Linked DNA regions of Zea mays: regions 2 and 3 are each linked to region 1. A link is a contact called in public Hi-C data. All regions are on one chromosome and are shown on one strand. Each heading gives the region's core, a stretch centred on a gene start, on an enhancer-like site or on the middle of the called end of the contact. The rest is flanking DNA. Distances are from core to core; before and after follow the strand shown. Region 1 holds the start of LOC100217242 (COV1-like protein). Region 2 has its middle 70 kb from the start of LOC100280167. Region 3 holds the start of LOC100280167.

Evidence for each region. Hi-C and Micro-C count contacts between places; a contact is called where the count stands out from the background.
Region 2: a contact with region 1 is called in a Hi-C map of leaf, with 5 times the contacts expected there. The contact joins the enhancer-like site here to the promoter of LOC100217242 in region 1. A contact is called at or near these places in 14 of 25 Hi-C or Micro-C datasets (bundle sheath, ear, leaf and 4 more).
Region 3: a Hi-C map of ear shows a contact between it and region 1, with 2.1 times the contacts expected there. The contact joins the promoter of LOC100280167 here to the promoter of LOC100217242 in region 1. A contact is called at or near these places in 5 of 25 Hi-C or Micro-C datasets (ear, endosperm, leaf and 2 more).

The regions. Positions count from the first base shown.
Region 1 is chr8:102,917,760-102,920,459 of Zm-B73-REFERENCE-NAM-5.0, reverse strand. LOC100217242 (COV1-like protein) reads left to right here and starts at 1,411. Exons shown (of 8, transcript NM_001143597.1): 1 at 1,411-1,603. The coding sequence starts at 1,475.
Region 2 is chr8:103,072,350-103,075,049 of Zm-B73-REFERENCE-NAM-5.0, reverse strand. No RefSeq gene overlaps it. Among protein-coding and RNA genes, the nearest start is that of LOC100280167, 70 kb to the left of the region's middle. Within about 2 kb of position 1,304, at least 6 of the 20 cell types and tissues checked have an H3K27ac peak or open chromatin away from gene starts, as enhancers often do. A contact at or near this core is called in leaf, leaf mesophyll and root tip, where this site is marked.
Region 3 is chr8:103,141,941-103,144,640 of Zm-B73-REFERENCE-NAM-5.0, reverse strand. LOC100280167 reads right to left here and starts at 1,297. Exons shown (of 6, transcript NM_001153099.2): 1 at 380-1,297; 2 at 144-266; 3 at 1-42. The coding sequence starts at 1,101.

The DNA of each region.
Region 1 (2,700 bases), core at 162-2,661:
TGGGGACCCTCCCTGGCGGGTTCTTTGCGGAGTGTCCCACGCGGCACTCGGCAAAGATGGGGTTTTTGTCGAGTGCTGCCAGGAAGACACTCGGCAAAGCTAACATCTTTGCCGAGTGTCACAAGGGACACTCGGCAAAGCCTCCGTCTCCGTTACCCGGCGCCGTAACGGCCGCTTTTCTTTGCCGAGTGCTGTCTGGCACTCGACAAATATTTTTGCCGAGTGCCCGAGAAAAAGCTCTCGGCAAAGAAGGCTTTGCCGATGCACTGTTCACCGAGCCTTCTTTGCCGAGTGTAACACTTGGCAAAGCATTTGCCGAGTGTTTTCAAGGCTTCACCGAGTGCTTCAGGCACTCGGCAAAGCGATTGATTCCGGTAGTGAGTTTAATGAAAGAGCACTATGATAAAACACCATACACAAGGTAACATAATGTTGTAGGTATATAGAGCCATGCATGCACGACGGAACGAGGCATGCGGTGGTAGGGGGCCTCAATTTTTAGTGCCCCCAAAATTATATAGCCCATCACTAATTAAATTCAATACCTTGTAATGAGATTTCTATGTGAAGTTTATAATTAATATTTATGCCAACTATATATAGGAATCACTACGACATCTCTTCTTATTTCGTACTATAGGAATCACTAGCTATGTAGTTTATTTCTATGCAAATTACAAAACGTCAATGAGGGCCACTGGAATAAGATGTATATATTGGCAAGTGCAAAACTATATAATTTGAGATAATTGGTACTTAAAGGCCAGCAGGAACAAGTAAGTGAGAGATATTCAGGTAATGACTGTTTGTCTCGTACTATTGTAAGATAATTCTTCGTAAGTACTCAATGCTAGTTTGGTGTGGCTTTGAATTTTTGTATTTTAAAAAAAACGAGTCGTTAAACTTACGAAAAATTTAAACGAATTATAATAAATTAGAATAAATGAAGTATTATATATGATTATCGTTTTAATTTTTTTATACGGTATAGAGTCTATTTTAGAGTTCGGTAACTCTGCATCTTGCACACTTTCTTGTTTTTTGATTTTTTAGACGTAGCAGATCGATTTTTTGTGAGCCGTAGCTCCGAGATCACGCACGTGCTCACGGCCAACGGGCAACGGCGGTGTGAGCGGATGTGCCGCTATTACACGCACGTCGTCGAGGCGAACAGAACACAACAGCGACGGTGCGGCGGGTTCGAAATGGAGCCAGACCCGCCGCTTGCGGTGCGCAACCACCGCCGCCCGCAAGGCCGCAACGCGCGGACCCACGTGCCCCGTCCTCGCAGGATGACACGCGGGGCCAGATCCGACGGCCCCCGCACGAGGGCAGTTCGGTCACTACTGCCGGCGGCGTCTCGCTTTCCAACTCCGCCACCACACGGCCCACACCACGCCAACTGCTTCCGCAAGGCCGCGAGAGCTTTGCGTAAGGTAAACTTCAGCGAGCAGCATCCGTCCCACCGACCGCAATGCCGGAGGACAAGGAGTACGCGCCCGTGCCGCTCGGCCAGGCGGCGGCCGAGGCGGCAGCGCCTGACTCCGAGGACCCTGCCAAGTCGCCGCCGCGACCCAGCTCGCCCGGCACGTCCACTCGCAAGGTCCGGATCCTTCTCGCCCTAGACCCTGCCCCGCCCTGCAGCTTCTACCTATACCCTAGTCGCTTCGCTTCGATCTGGTCGCCTCTGTGCGGCCGCACTGTTCAAGTTCAAACTGCCTTTTCGCCTTCCGGTCTTCCGCCTCCTTTCCTTTCTCGGGAGGGAAGCATGAGTTGGCCATGTGCGGGACCTGACCCGACCACGCCTGAGCCTGACGCCTTCGGTGGTCAAAATAACCCTTTGATTTTTTTTTTCTTTTTTCGCCTAATATTTCGTATCGGTTCTCATAGTTCTGGCATGTGCACTTTTTATTGTTATCGTGAAAGGCTGAAATCCACTGGACGTAACATGATTTCTCCTTCGCGACACCAAATACAGACCACGCTCGCGCTTGGTGTGTCAATACTCGTGTTATGTGAAGTAGACACTGATTTAAACGAGAGACTATTAGCTATGACCGAGGAATATTTGGGCCGAATGCTGCATTTATTCTACTGTTAATTAGACTCCAAGCAAATTCTGGCATTATTAAGATGCCAAGTTGGCCTACAATAACTAATGCGATGTTCTTGGCTTCCGATGTTTCATGAATTTGAACATGCAGGGTTTTGCAGAGTCAGTGCATAGGATCTAGCCATACAGTTTTGTTAGAGAATTTGCACCATAGAATAGAAATTTGATCAACTAATTGTGATTGAGTGTTAGCCTCAACTATATCCTAGTGGACAAAAAAAAAACTCGGCCGGTGGGGAAAGACACCACTACGGTATTGTATTAAGAAGAAGCTCAAACTGAGCCCTATAGAGAAAGATCACGCAAGCTGCCCCTGCAGCATGAGGGTCTGCCCCCTTATAAGTAAGATGTTTTCTCGTGCTTTGAGCCTCCTAACCCCCACACGAGGATCCGTTCCCTATAGGCCAGTCTATCTCATGCACAACGAGTGGCCTTTTTTAACCACAACCTGAAATTCGCTCCCACTAGGAGACGAACCTAGAATACAAGGAGTGCTACTAGAGCCATCTAACCAACTCAGCTAGAGGCCCGTTCGCCTAGGGGACAAATAGCACTCCATATATTTAGGCATTCTGCCATTTTCCATC
Region 2 (2,700 bases), core at 55-2,554, 150 kb before region 1:
ATAGGTTTATGATTTTGTTTCTATTAGCTGGGTGGAGTGTCACCCTATTGCAGCAGCCTGACCAGTTTCTCAAATATGCATAACTGGCAGTAAATCCTAGGAACCACACATGACACACTGTATTAATTAGTCCCCCCATGATAGTCTGTATAAGTTGTGCACTGGCAAAAGGGAACTGTTGAATTCTGTAATCCAAATAAAATCTCCTCCATGACACAGGATCAAATAGAACTTCCTACAAGATCAGCTACTATTTGAAATAGAACTTCCTAAGTGAGAGGCCGCTCAGGACTTTCATGTCGAAAGAATGATTTCTTACAAACTCTAGGAAGTATTATTGCTTCAGTTCCTCTTCTGTTGCCTTCTTTTAACCTGATCTTTGTTGGCTCACTCACTTCGACATTGTGCAGCGCAATATTACCGGCACTTTTTCGTGTTTGTTTCTTCCTCGACTCTTATTTGCATTTACATATTTGCAATGTCAGCACTGTAGGCCTTCAAACACTCTCCAGCTTCTTTGGGGCTTCCGATACAGATCAGACGGCAGGCCTAGCATCTACAGCCAAGGATGCCTGAACAACTTCCTCGAAGTCTTCTGTAGCAAGACAAAGCCTTCCAAACACAGGTTCCGGGCCTACACAAGTTCCTGTCTGTAAATTGCGAATGCAGTGTGCATGCGTCTCGGGCTGGCCCTTTGCAATCCTCTCGCACCTCACAGGCTCGTAAGGAGCACAGATTCATGTGCAGTTAGGTTTCCTGAAGACCTAAACCGCGTGATCTGATCTGATATTCTGATGCCCACTGAGTTGAATTCCCATCATTCAAGGCATCCAACAAGAGACGACCTAAACTCTTCGTCTGCTTCTGGAATTGGGTCTTGGAACGTTGGTGTCTGCTTTTTGTTTCTGGTGGGAACCCGTCCTGATTCCTCGAGGGTATCTTCTGCTGGTCTCCTGGGTTCTGACTACTGCCAAGGACTTTACTGGAGGACTGGAGCATGTTGATGTCGAAGCCGGCTGTGCTGGAGGACTTTACTGCTGGTCTTCTTGCATTGCAACGGTTCTTCTCATGGAATTCCATTTATGTGCAACTGGAAGCTAGAATGTGAGCATATCTAGCGCAACTATACATATTGGTGTAGCAGTGCAACCAAGATAAGTAGAGGCAGGAAGATTTTTTTATTATTATTTTTGCTGCAACGCAAGTCGCAGCGTGTTTCTGAAAGCGACTAGCACTTGCTGAGCTCGCAATTGGCCCTGAATCACGTCGACCAAGTCCACTTGCTGACTTCGCAATTGTTTGTTGACTGCGCAGGTGGTCAGGGCGCCGCAGTTCTGAGTTTGGCGGTTGTTTGTGCTGCGTTAACTCGCAAGTCAAAGTGATCAGGGCGCCGCCGCAGTTCTGAAACGCGTGGGTTTTTAAAGAGAACAATAATATCATGAAAGGATTTGACTATTTAACAATCTTTTGAACAATAATATCACGGAAGACTTAACAATTATTCAACGACCATTTAATGGAACATGTAGTGCGTTATACGTGGTACTATCTTAGTGTTGCTACTCTATCCAATTATCTGTGGTGATGTTGAATGGATGATTGAATAACGATAGAATTTATGTAATGGTATTTAGATGGATATACTTGATATTCACACAATGTATTATTTTGACATATGCTTAATCTCTGTCGGCATGGATGACCTGATGGGTGACTCATACCTGTATGGGTACTGTTGACGCCCGTAGCGGTGCCCTCTGCACAGGGGCGGACGGTCCGCGCGCAGGGGCCGGACGGTCCGCGACCTGGTGCGAGGCGCGACGATGCTCTCTGGTCAGGCGCGGACGGTCCGCGACCTGGTGCAGGAGCTCGGGTTCTCTGCCTTACGGCCGGACGGTCCGCACCCTAGGGCCGGACGGTCCGCGCGTGCGCAGGGGCGGCGGAAGATCGCCGGCGGCGCCTGGATCTCGCTCCCGGGACGGACCCCGTCGGGGAGGAGAGATCCTAGGAGTTGTCTAAGCTCGAATAGACCGACCTAGACTCCTCTAATCGACGTAGAGTCGAGGAGAGGCAGAAGATTTGGGGATCGAGAGGCTAAACCTAAACTAGACTAGAACTACTCCTACGATAAAATGCGAAATAGAAGTTGTATTGATTCGATTGTTGATGATTAATCGGCCGTAGACCTCTCTATTTATAGAGGAGGGGGGCTGGACCCTTTACACAACTGATTCCGAGCTAATCCTGCGAATATAGCTAACAACCGTAGCACAAAACTCGGAACCCTAAACTGCTCTGCGCATGCGCGGACCGTCCGGCCCACAGGCGCAGACTGTCCGGACCGCGGACCGTCCGGCCTCAGGGCTGGACCGTCCGCCAGCTCAAAAGTGTGCTCAACATATGCCCCCCTGCCTTTTGGTGGACCTGAGCAAACCAAAAGCAACTAACTCGATGTGATTACATCGGTTCTCTTAGGCATCTTGCCACATACTAGGATGGTACTGTTTGAGGAAACGCCCATTCAAAGCCTTAGACAAATCCTTGCCTTGTAATGTTTGTAGCAAATAGGCGTTGCCAGACATCACCTGTTTTACTTTATAAGGACCCTCCCAGCTTGGCGACCATTTCCCAAACTTCCGGTCTTTATTCCTTAGCGGTAGAATGGTCTTCCACACCAGGTCCCCTACTTGAAATGATTTT
Region 3 (2,700 bases), core at 48-2,547, 220 kb before region 1:
TGCACCACCTTGGGTTCCAGCCCCTCGTGCAGGTACGTGATCCTGAACCATCCCACAGATCAATCTCTCTCTCTCTCTGGCCATGCCGGCCGTTCAGAGGCAGAGTACATGAGCAGAACGAAAAGCAGTGTGGGAGGAGGCACCCTTTGGCCATGCCGAGCACGATGTTCATCCGGACGTCCCAGGTGAGCGGGCTCACTGCCCCGACGTCGCCGTGCAGCCACTGCTCGAGGTTGCCGTTGTCCACGTACTCGTACACAAGTATCCTGGGATCACAAGCAACCGCATTTAGGTTAGGTAGAGCCGTAGAGGTACGATGCGCAGCGCACGAACAAAAATTTACCACAAAGCAAGAAGCAATAATAATGCACTTCTGTACCGTTGGGCGCCCTCGGCGCAGTAGCCCAGTAGCCGGACCAGATTCTTGTGCCGGACGCGGCCGATGGCCTCCACCTCCACCCTGAACTCCCGCTCGGCTTGTCCCCTGTTGTTGAGGAGGTTCTTGACGGCGACCTGGTAGCCGTCGGCGAGGACGCCGCGGTAGACGATGCCGTACCCGCCCTCGCCGACGACGTGCTCGGGGGCGAACGCGGCGGTGGCCTCCTCCAGCTCCCGCAGCGTGTACCAGTGGCCCCAGCCGAGGTGCGACACCTCGGGGCCCACGGCCGCCGACAGCGCGTCGGACGCCGCCGCGACCATGCGCTGGCCCTTGCCGGCCTCGATGTGGACGCGCTGCGACCCGTACGCCACGGACTCACCGTCGCCGCCGCCGCCGTCCTTGAGGAACGCGTGCCCCGTCTCGAGGTAGTGGCGGAGCGAGCCGACGTGGACGGCCACCTCCTGGATCTCCTTGGACACGGGCGGGATGGTGGACGGGGACAGCGGCGGCGCCCCCGCCGGCGCGTGCGCGGGCGCGTGCGCGACGCCCTTCCTGGGCCGCCTCCGCCGCGCCGCGGCGAGGTGGAGGGAGATGAGCACGAGGAGCAGCACGAAGGCGGCCCCGACGGCGATGCCCACCAGCACCCACAGGCGCAGGCCCAGCACCGCCGTCCTGCGCGACAGCTCGTTGCGCAGCAGCGGCGGGGGCGGAGGAGGCGACATTGCGGGAGCCCGGCGGTGCGGCTCCCTCCTGCTCGCCGAAGCAGCCAGCCCGGACGCGCACTTGGCGGCTGGCGCTACTCCTATCCTACCTACCACCAGGCTCTCCTACAGCTGCTGCATGGTACAGTCGCTAGCTCACTGGTCTGATCACTAGTAGTGATGAGTCACTGCCGCCTGCTATGAGCGAGGACTAGTGACGACCGACGAGCACGAGATGATACAGGACAGGAAGTTTAGCAGCAGATGGGCTGGCTTCCTGTGGGCCCGGGAAAGTTGAGCTGGGTTGTCCGTTTCTGTGCCTGTGGGCTCGTCTCCTCTGACAGGCGGATCTTGGATTAAACTAGCCTGGAGTAATTAATCAATGCTCGGAAGTCAGAACCGAGGATCTTGTTGAGGTGATTAAAGCTCGAATTAACTCTCGGCAACTGCAGGGCGGGTAGAAGAAGGTTGGTGATGTTGTCCGCATCGATTTCTCCAACTTGGTCTGGACCGTCCACTGGGCAGATCGGACGGACGCAAGTGGCCTCTGCAGCTCCGGGCATCCACGACCCCGCTAGTCCAAAAGCCGAGCGATTGCAGGGAATCTCTGGACTGTCTGCGCTGCCTAGTGCCTAGTACTGTGCTGACTTTTGGCTTCAGCTGAGCAAGATGGCAAAATGCGTGGTGGATTTCAGGATTTGCATAAAAGTTTCACTGCGCGGCGGCTCGGCACGACACCAAAAGGGTTCACTGTTCGGAGTCCCTCCCTTCCATCTTTTCGAAAAAAAAATTCCGTGCGAACCAGACACAACAAGAAGCGAGTGGATCCAGTCTGAATTGCTTAAGCGTGGCAATCTTATCGACGGCTGGATAGGCGCATGCAGTCCACGGTAAAAAATGCATATTCCTATTTAATCATCTACTAATCTTCTTAACCCTAGTCGTCGTCATGGAGGTTGATTTATCTCTCGGTGAGGACGCTGCTCCAGTTGAAGATCGTGATGCCGTCGGATATGAGTATCACTACAGTAAACGAAGAAATTTCCGACGGCTAAAACCGTCGGACATAAGATTTGGACCGTCGGAGATAAGCTATGTCCGACGGCATTAGCTTACCTCCGACGGTTTTAAGCCGTCGTGGATAACGCGTCGGAAATAGCGTTATATCCGACGGCAGCCGTCGGACATAGCGTATGTCCGACGGCCCCATCGAACCGTCGGAGATAAGGCGGCGTAACCGTTTTACCCGTCGCCTGGGCCCACAGCTGTTATGTCCGACGATTTAAAGCCGTCGGACATAACATATAGCATATTTCCGACGGTTTTAAGCCATCGGACATAACATTTTTCAGAAATTGCACAAAAATCTGAAATTTAAAAAATCTGACATTTGCAAATACAAAACAGATTTCATACACATATACACATTCACATTAACAAATATACTCACATAAGTATACACATTCACAAATATAATCACATAAGCATTCACATTCACAAAATTTAACATAACGACATAGTTCCAAATGGTTGCAACAAGTGTTTACATAAACATAGTTGTCCAAACTCCAAAATGAACATTATTCGACGGATAGGCTTTCACATGAAAGGTTGCAACAA